2 separate regions of the Zea mays genome follow, and region 2 is linked to region 1. Evidence: chromatin contacts called from public Hi-C data. All regions are on one chromosome and are shown on one strand. Each heading gives the region's core, a stretch centred on a gene start, on an enhancer-like site or on the middle of the called end of the contact. The rest is flanking DNA. Distances are from core to core; before and after follow the strand shown.

Region 1 (5,088 bases), core at 1,073-3,572:
GGGCGGCATTGGACCGTGGTGGATTGCGACGGCGCGTCACGCGTGGGGCGGCTCGATCGCCGGCGGACCACTGGGGAACCGGGGGTTGGTGGCACGATGGGCCAAACGAACCCGGCCCGGCAATTTATTTATATATCTATTGTCACTCCTTAAAATAGAGCAATGACAAGCTAGTAATTATGTATAAAAAACTAGAAAACTGAGACCCAAACACTACATCTAACTTTGTTTTTTATAAACCAGTTTTTAGAAACTAGATATAGAAAAGGTTTAAAAAAACAGCGTGCTTCTAAACAAACCCTCTCCTACAGTGTCGGTGCCCAAAACAAACGAACTATTAGTTACCCCTCCACTCAACATAGTCGAGGTGCACTAGACATGTTCGATGCGCACCCACTCTTTGTACTAGACACATCTAATGTCTTTCCAATAACTAGTTTCAGAAAACTAGTCGTCACTGTATTGATATCCGAAGCTCACACTAGACATGTTTGGTGAGTACAATGCTCGAGTGCAACTGTCGTCACTGTACTGATATCCTCCTCGCTACTGTCGTAATATATTAACTCCAAACTTTACATCTTTTTTTAGTCTCCCTCACCTAGATTCTTATAACGCGACAGTCTGAGTAACCAACCATGCAACCACCATGACCTCGTTGTTGTCATCGTATATTAACCCCCAACTTTCCATCTCTTTTTCCGTCACCATCTCCCTCACCTAGATTCTTATAAAACACGAGTATGTGTAACCAACCATGCAACCACCATGAGCGCTTCTTCCTTATTGTTCCTCGTCTAACAAAGATACATTAAGCCTTTATCTATTGCTTCCTTGTGTGCGTAAACAACCATACAATCATCACGAGCGCTTCCAACTTCTCGTTGTCGTCGTATATTAACCCCTAACTTTCCATCTCTATTCCTGTCTCTGTGTTCTTTACCTTGTATTCTTTCGCGTGGCAATAGAGGATATCTTGTCGAGCAAGTGGCCATAGAGGACATCGAGCAGGCCATCGCCTCTTACTTGTCATCCGCTACCGTGGTACCCCACTGTCACCTACGCCGCCACCTTCACCTTCCCCCATTGACAAGCCCCTCGAACCACTGTTGTGACTTTTCGCCGCCATATGCCTTTGGAGAAAGTGAGACAGGAATAAATGAGAGTGTGGAAGACGAGGCGTCACCGCCACCGATGCGTGGTTGAACAGCCGAGGGAAAGGGGAAGACGTTCTGGATCCCGAGTTGAGTTTACTTTTGTGAGATATCAAAATCGAATATACTAAGCTAGAAACTTATTTTGTCCGCAAAAGGACTCGATGGCGATGTCACCGATGCAATTTACATTGTCTGCAACTGTCAAATTTAATATCTATCTCTACTTCTATATGTGGGAATTTCTCCCTTCATGTCGTCTCCCACCTGACAAAAATAATTTCTTCCCACATGCCTACAAAAATCTAAAAAATACAAGTGACTAGGGATTGAACCCAGGTCACAAAGAACAAACTACCACCTTCTAACCAATACATCATTTGTTGATTTATGTTAGATAAAGTATATATGTCATTAATGTATATGTTCTAATAATTTAGAAAATAAAAAATCGTGCCAGATCGATCTGGCACTGTAGGCTAAGAAGACGGTCTAGGCACGTCATGAGCACACTTTAAGTCATAACGGAATAGACCATGTCACTATTAAACAGGTTATGCCTTAGACTGGTCCGCTAGACACATTCTATTTAGTCATTTATAGTACATTATCTCTCACTCATCGTCCCTATCTCACTAGCGTAAAAAAGCGAGCAAAAAAATCTTTTTATGTCTGACTCCACCACGTACCTCATTATTCTCACTCACTAATCTATAAATTTAGATATAATTGAATAACTATCTCATTTAAAAAATATCTATCCATGTGATATATATAAATTATAGTAATGCACATGTAACTAATTAATATATTAGCAGTTCCTCTGTTTTAAAAATAAAATTCGTTTTAAAAAATTAATAAATTTATATGATATTTGATGTATATGTTTTTAAATTTACCACAATCTATTTAAATATAGACATATATATATATATTAAAAAAACAAGACAACTAATATTTTGAGACGCGTCAACAAACCGGGGGCAGCACCGCTCGCGCCGCACAAGGTTCGATCTGGTGGCGCACGCAGGTCAGATCCCATTTTCTGTCTGGTTTCTTTCCCCTTGGCCAAGCCCAAGCCCAAACCCGGGAACCCCGTCTTTAAAAAGTACACCCTCGACTCGTCCTCCGCATTCCCCGTTTGCCTTGTTTACCATTCCTCCCCAAAACACATCCTGCGATCCTCGAAGCCTCCGCCGAGCATCGATCATGTCGGCCTACTGCGGCAAGTACGCGGGTACGTTCCATCGTCTCCTCCTTCGTTGCTGATCTGCTTGTGATGTCGTTTGGCCTCGTGTGTCGTAGATCTACGATCTACTAGTTGTTCGTTGTTGATGCCCTCAGATCTACCTGCGTTTGACGAGTATGTTAACGATTCGTCTAGCTCTGAGAGACCCAAGGGATTTGCGGATCCTTTTTTAGATCCGTACAGGCTCTTGCGGTCGTGCCTACTTGTGTGTGACTTTAGGGGTTTGGTGGTTGCCAAAAGGGTTTAGGAGAGAGCAGCAGGTGATGCCTCTGGTCGGTTAATTTGATTTGGGGTTCGCTTATTTTTGTTTCGATTTTATCCATCCATATAGCTGTATGATTCTGTTTATGCTGTTTCCGATTGAGGCACACGGCGTTTGGCACGTCGTTGGATCATGACGAAAGATAAATTCTCCTGCTAGCATGCACTGGTGGATCATGTTGTTAGTTTTTTTGTGCGTATTTCAAATGATGTTACCTGCTTGTTGATTCTAAATATTTTTCCTGTCATGTCTGCTAGAATAGATGCTATATGCATGCATCTAGGATAGTCAGATCTACAAATCCTTTTAAGCTTACCTACCGTGCTAGTAGAATCGTCATATGTGGTTCCTTTTAGTAGTGATGTTTATGGTAATCCAGTTATATATAAAGAGGACATATCCTGTGCAATCACTAGTAGTGATTTTCCTGACTTAACATTTTAAAAGTGATTGTTGTATTATTTATTAGGACGGCCTCTGTACTAGTTAGATAACCGTGCTAATGCTTATTGATTGTCAAGTCCCACTGTTCTTGCTCTAAATCTGTGTCTGTTGTTTTGCAGATGAGCTCATCAAGAATGCTGCCTACATCGGCACCCCTGGCAAGGGTATCCTTGCTGCTGATGAGTCAACTGGCACCATTGGCAAGCGCCTTTCCAGCATCAATGTCGAGAACGTGGAGGAGAACCGGCGGGCTCTCCGTGAGCTCCTGTTCTGCTGCCCTGGTGCCCTCCAGTACATCAGCGGTGTGATCCTCTTCGAGGAGACCCTCTACCAGAAGACCAAGGATGGCAAGCCTTTTGTCGATGTCCTCAAGGAGGGAGGCGTCCTCCCTGGCATCAAGGTCGACAAGGGCACCATTGAGGTTGTTGGCACCGACAAGGAGACCACCACCCAGGGCCACGATGACCTCGGCAAGCGCTGCGCTAAGTACTACGAGGCCGGTGCCCGCTTTGCCAAGTGGCGTGCTGTTCTCAAGATTGGCCCCAACGAGCCGTCACAGCTTGCCATTGACCTGAATGCTCAGGGTCTGGCTCGCTACGCCATCATCTGCCAGGAGAACGGTCTGGTGCCAATTGTTGAGCCTGAGATCCTTGTTGATGGCCCTCATGACATTGATCGCTGCGCTTACGTCACTGAGACAGTCCTTGCTGCCTGCTACAAGGCTCTCAACGAGCACCATGTCCTCCTGGAGGGTACCCTCCTGAAGCCCAACATGGTGACTCCTGGCTCCGACTCTAAGAAGGTGACACCTGAGGTGATCGCCCAGTACACCGTCCGTACCCTCCAGAGGACCGTCCCTGCTGCTGTGCCTGCTGTTGTCTTCCTCTCCGGTGGACAGAGCGAGGAGGAGGCCACCCTGAATCTCAATGCCATGAACAAGCTCAGCACCAAGAAGCCATGGGCCCTGTCCTTCTCCTTCGGCCGTGCCCTCCAGGCGAGCACCCTCAAGGCCTGGGCTGGCAAGGTGGAGAACGTGGAGAAGGCTAGAGCGGCCTTCCTCGCCAGGTGCAAGGCCAACTCCGAGGCTACCCTCGGCACCTACAAGGGTGATGCTGCCGCCGACACCGAGAGCCTTCACGTCAAGGACTACAAGTACTGAGTTGCTTCTCTTTGCGATCCCGTTGTTTTGGAACTCCTGCCTGCGAGTAGGTTGCTGAGTGTTGTTTGCTTGTTAGAGCTTTTATATTCGGACATGAAAAAAACATGCTTCCTATGTGGATGATGGTTATCTTTATATTCGTATATTAACTACTAGTCTCTGTTGTTAATTTCCGTGTAATTTGCTCCTCCCAGATGGGAGAATCGAACGCCGCTTTTTTGTTCTATCTGATATTCTGTATGCTGGAGTCCTATTCTTTGGGGGTGTTTGGTTTATAGGGACTAAACTTTAGTCCCTCCACTTTATTCCATTTCAGTTCATAAATTGTTAAATAAGGAAACTAAAATATAGTTTTAGTTTCTATATTTAATAATTTAGGGACTAAAATGGAATAAAATGGAGGGACTAAACATTAGTCCCTATAAACCAAACACCCACTTTATATTGACCTTTGGTATCGGCAAAAGCCATTTATATGCTGAGTGGAGACCAACTTGTTGGATCATATTTTGCTGAGACGAGAAACTCACGAGCACCCACTTTTTACCACTTTTAATTGAGTTGGTTCCGAACATACCGATTTACCTATTAGTTTATAGATATTAGATTCTTAATTTTTTAAAAAACAAGAAGCTGGTATCTCTTAGCTAAAAATTAATACCTATTCTAACCTAAATTAAAATTAGTTTTTACCTTTTACTAGATTCATACAATAATTAATGAATGTGTTCTATATATATCTAGGTTCATAATTATTCTTACAAATATGAACATTAAAATCTAGCTGACTACTATTTTACGACCGATGGAGTAGCTAAAA
Region 2 (5,088 bases), core at 964-3,463, 200 kb before region 1:
GCCCCGTTTCGTACAAGCTCCCCTTGCCAGATGCCAGCCAGCCCGGGCGCTGCTCAGTAGAGGCTGATTTGGTGATGAAGATCTATGGGTGAGGAATCCCGGTGCAGACCAGATGTCTCTCGCTGGGCTTTTCTGAGAGAGGACGAAAGAAAGGGGGGTTGCTGCCTGCTGGGCATCATTCTTCAGGTCGCGGCGTTCCTTCTGATTAATACTAATATTTTACGCATGGATTTGAAGCGTGCGGCGCATCAATTGAGGCACCAGATCCCCCACCCTAGCTCTCTCTCTCTCTCTCTCTCTCTCTCTCTCTCTCTCTATCTCTCTCTTTTCTACAGCACTCGCGGGAATGAAACCTGGCCGAAGATTGCCGCCGCTCGGTTTTTCACTCGTGGTGCCCTGCCAATGGAAAAACAGACTCGGCCCTTTTGGCGTGGGGCGCTAGTGCTGCGATGGGCATTGGCCGCCGAGGCAACCTGACTGACACACCTCTCTGCTTTGACGCGACATAATCCTGATTGTTGCACGGACGGAGGTCCTGGTGATGTGATCTAGTTCTCAGAAAATTCCGCGGAGAAAACCATTGGCTGACGCTAGAAAAGCTGCCCGGCGGAGGAGATACTGCCGCTGTGGGAGTTGTCTGAATTCTCAGGCTGTCAGGCAGGCTGCTGGAAAAAAAAATTGTACGCGAAGCGATTGCTGGCAGTGTCAGCGCAACGGGCTCGCTCAGCATTTTGCATTTCGCCAGTCGCCACGGACTAGGACTAGCCCAGAAGTTAAAAAGGTATTGGGCCGTTTCTGTTCGACCTTGTGAGGAAACCATACTATTATTAATAGAAGTCTACATACAGATGGGACAGTACAATTGATAAGGTGAAGATTCTGGGTAGCCATGCCTACTGCGTATTGGGCACGCGCACTTGGAGTTGGAAGGAGAGTTCAGAGTTACCGATGAGTTGGAACTGGTTGGTATCATCACCTTCCTGGACCTGGAGGCTGTTGTCCCTCAGTCCCTGGCTCCCTGCAGACGTCAACGCAGCCAGTGATGAAGCCATTGAACCTTGGGGTGCATTGGTAGAGCATTGCACAGGCCAGGCTCTCACGAATGGATCCACCTGATCCCCCACCATTACGAGCAAACTGGTCTTCCCTGCGCTTGCTCCTTCTTGCCCCAGGGCAGCTCGCCCTCCAGTCCAGGCAATGCCGCCGCGGCCCTCCCATGTCCCATCCCACAACCACTGCGCCGTTCCTTCTACGCGCTCGCAGCCTCCAGGACACTTGTTTCTGCTTTACTACTGTATTTAATACAAAGATGCATGCTTCTCACGCGTGTGCTTCAAAGAATACACTCGTAACTAATCAGAGTTTCAATTCAGATTCTGAAATTCTAATGCCCAAAGCCAGCTTCAGGAATCAGTATTTTACTCTCTGGTTGCAAGAACCCAAACTGGGGTGCAATCCATTTTGGCCTCTGTTTACATCAATACTGTACTGGTGATCCTGCAGACTGAGTTCTGAACTTTATCTGCACTTGCTCAGTCTACTGTGGAAGAGTCACAAAGAAGATGAAGGGAGGCAAAAGGTTCAACCATTGATATGGCAATGTGAGTGCTCCAGCACAATTTTCATCGCATTTTGGTTTTCTTGATTATGTCTTGTATTGCCTATAAATGTCAATATGCAGGCTGCCACACTTTCTAGGTGTATAAAAATTATTATCAGTATTCTCTATATAAATAAGTACATTTGTGGAAATATATTATATCATTCATCTAAGGTCCCGTTTGTTTTCCTTCGTTTTAAGAAATTAGAATCTAACTAATAAATTAGTCTATTTTTTTATTTTAGAATATAACATTCTACAACTTTCCAAATTTTATATATAAGACTCATATTTATAGAGTGAGAGATGAAAATTGATTTTTATAAATTTACATGCTACTTTTTTAATGTATAACTTATAGAACACTTTTCTAGTTGTTTTTCTATAGTATAAATATAGTGTGTAACTATATTTCATATATGATTTAAGATAACATACAAATATATTATATATAATTTAATTAGTTTGTTTAAATTATAATAATTAGAATAGAATTTAATTCTAAATAAATAAACGGAGCCTTATGGTAATTATTAATATTAAAAAATGTATGGTCAGCTGATTTAGACTAAAGGGAACGAAGGTCCAGCCCAGATAACTCCTCTGAGGCCAAAAGAGAATCCCGGCCCGTGTCCAGAAGACGCCTCAGCCACCGCAAAATCCCCAAATCCGCGGCGGAGAGGAGAGAGCCGGAGAGAGGGGCGCAGCCAGAGAGATCGGAGAAGGGGAAGAAGATGGTGCGGGTGGCGACCTACTTCGCGATGACCTTCGGGGCGTTCCTCTTCTGGCAGTCCATGGACAGGGTCCACGTCTGGATCGCCCTTCACCAGGACGAGAAGGTACTTTGCGGGTGCCGCATCTGTGGCGCGATCTCTTCCCTTCTCCCTCCTTGTGAATTCAAATCGGTTCCTTGTTACTATGCGGGTGTAGCTTGTAGGTTCCATTATCACCTTAGATTGTTAGATCTGGTTTGTCTATGCCATTTGATTAGCAGTTGCTCGAACCACATGAATCATTGAATACATTGTTGGATCCGACTTGACCTAAGGTACTGTAGATTCGGTAAAGAACTTATGCTATAACTGCTGAGTGTGATAAAACGAATCCCGAGGTTACATCTTCCCAAAAAACACTAGTGGTAATTTAAGCACCAGAACATTAGACTATTAGTGTGTAATAAAAGAACCTGCAAATGAAAGACAATGGAAATTTCAAACAATAGAATGGGTACACTACTATACTGCAGGAAAGAAACAGCATATGTCACCGTTGAGGGCTTTGATACAATGAATTTGCAACTATGGCACCCAATTTTTGCAGCTGTAGTTGTAGTGTTGCTTCTGTTATCAGTCAGGTCTACATGTATCAAAATAGTTCTAGTGTTCCATGGCTCCAATAAAATGTGAATTGGAAGTTAATCTTAATTGCATCAGCTGCCCCATGATGTACGGCCGTACGGGTTGTAAGATTATGGTTTGTTCTGAATCCTGAGTGCCTGGTCTGCAGTTCGAAAGCCATTTAGATTGAGAGGTACATTGCCAGGGAAACTTGTAACCTGTTTGAAAACACATCATTTGTGATAATAACTGTCTGTGTTCACAACATTACACTACGATAGTACGATACTATGATTGCATTTTGGTCCCCATTGTACCCCAAAGGTTCATTCAGAGCTTTTATTTCTGTAGTATGTTCAGTCTTTTTTGGATCCCTGTTCTTCGAAGATGGTGCTAAGACATGGGAGCATTATGTACCTCCGCTGTGCTAGACTTAAACACAGACAGAATCACTTGTTGTATGCTCTGTTCCAACCAAGAACACCATCCTCAGTTCATCACACAAAACACACCTGGCCACCAAAACCACCATGGTCTATTTGTGCAAATACATGCACTGTCAGCGTCTATAGTTTATTATACCTAGGGATGTTTTTTTATGGAAGCTGCTGATAGTGGTTCTATTCTTTCAGAAAGAAAGGATGGAAAGGGAGCTGGAGATAAAGAGAATGCAGGCAGAGTTACTGGCCCAAGCTAAAGAGAATGAATCATGATTGTCATTTGTCCAATGGTTTCAGGCAGTTCCTTTATCGTATTTCCTCTGCTGTATTTTCCATGCAATATCTTGACTGATGTATGCTCATGCTCAGCACCTCCAATAAAGCGAGACATGCTATAGCATTGTTGAATGCAAGTGGGTATGCAGTTTGCAGTATGCTTATGTTGAATTGATGTAACTTAGCCGAACTGAAAGAGGCTGCCCCAGCTTGATTGGAACAGAGGAATTTGCTGCTGTTTTTGTTCTTATTACGGAACAACACAAGTCAACTCTAAAAAAAAATTGTTTATGAGTCTGGTTATAAGGTGTTGTTTTGTACTGAGATTTCATTGTTCACTTGAAGAAACCTCTGTCGGAGGAGCAGAATGCTTGGTGCTGTTTAAGTTGGCTCGTGTTATATTGCTCATGTTCTAAGTATACATATCCAACATGTCAGTCACTTTTCTGTTGTGCCATTCTAAGTTAATATATGTAATGCTATTTCTGCACCGGTGTAGTTTTGATCATTGTCTTATGCAGCAGTATCTTTATTTTCTTTGGAAAAAAATCCTTTTATTTCGCACGGGGTTTCCGATGATTCAATGCAGCTTTCATCTGTTTGTTTGGCTGCAGTATTTTCAGTGACACAGCCAATTTGCTTGTTCGTTTGCTGATGGCCTTGTTAATATGACGTCTGGCAACTTCTACCACTAAATTAAATTTCATGTAGCCTGATCTCGATGCTTAACGAAATCAGAGTTCATCAAATATTTACCTATAAAAGCAAGTTGGATACGAAACCATGATCTGAACCAAAAAAAAGTCGTTTTGGATTGATCATTTTATCAGGGTGCCAAGAGTCCTGGAAGATACCATAAGCCACATGCACATACACGTAAAATGTTCATCAATTCATGCCTATATAAAATACAATGCAATGTAGCAGTAATATATATAATTTCAAACACTAACCATAAAACCCGAAAATGTAGCCACCAATCAGGCTAGCAGCAACCACTTGTCCTCCAAAACATAATCCCTTGGAATATTTTCACAAGTCAGTTTGCTGATAAATGATACCTCGTTCGAGCTCAAGCTCACTTAATTTGTCGTGTTAATAAATCGAGCTAAGATACTAGATCAGCCTGTAAAAGAATTGAAACGAGTTAAATCGAGTCAAGGTGACCGCATGCGCACGAGCCCAAGTCTGGACAAGTATGGATGTAACTGATACGAATAATATTTTGTCTATATTTGAATTCGATCCGTCTAACGCCCCGTTTGAATCACTGAAATTGAATTCCTTTCTAATAATAGTAATTTAGACATATATCAATTAAGTTATTTTGTTTTTATATAAAATACATTTGTATACTATTATTAGCAAGATGTAAGAGATATCTATATGTTATATTTTTACTACTGAGGAGTGAGACGAAGAATGCCATATAAGT

The links. A called contact is a pair of places that touch in the nucleus more often than the background predicts.
Region 2: a contact with region 1 is called in a Hi-C map of leaf, with 8 times the contacts expected there. The contact joins the promoter of LOC100275901 here to the promoter of LOC100272913 in region 1. A contact is called at or near these places in 4 of 25 Hi-C or Micro-C datasets (leaf and an unstated tissue).

The regions. Positions count from the first base shown.
Region 1 is chr8:169,595,170-169,600,257 of Zm-B73-REFERENCE-NAM-5.0, reverse strand. LOC100272913 (fructose-bisphosphate aldolase cytoplasmic isozyme) reads left to right here and starts at 2,322. Exons shown (of 2, transcript NM_001147365.2): 1 at 2,322-2,391; 2 at 3,229-4,435. The coding sequence starts at 2,364. The coding sequence ends at 4,268.
Region 2 is chr8:169,799,838-169,804,925 of Zm-B73-REFERENCE-NAM-5.0, reverse strand. It overlaps LOC100275901, which reads left to right and starts at 2,213. Exons shown (of 2, transcript NM_001328362.1): 1 at 2,213-2,439; 2 at 3,570-3,937. The coding sequence starts at 2,335. The coding sequence ends at 3,650.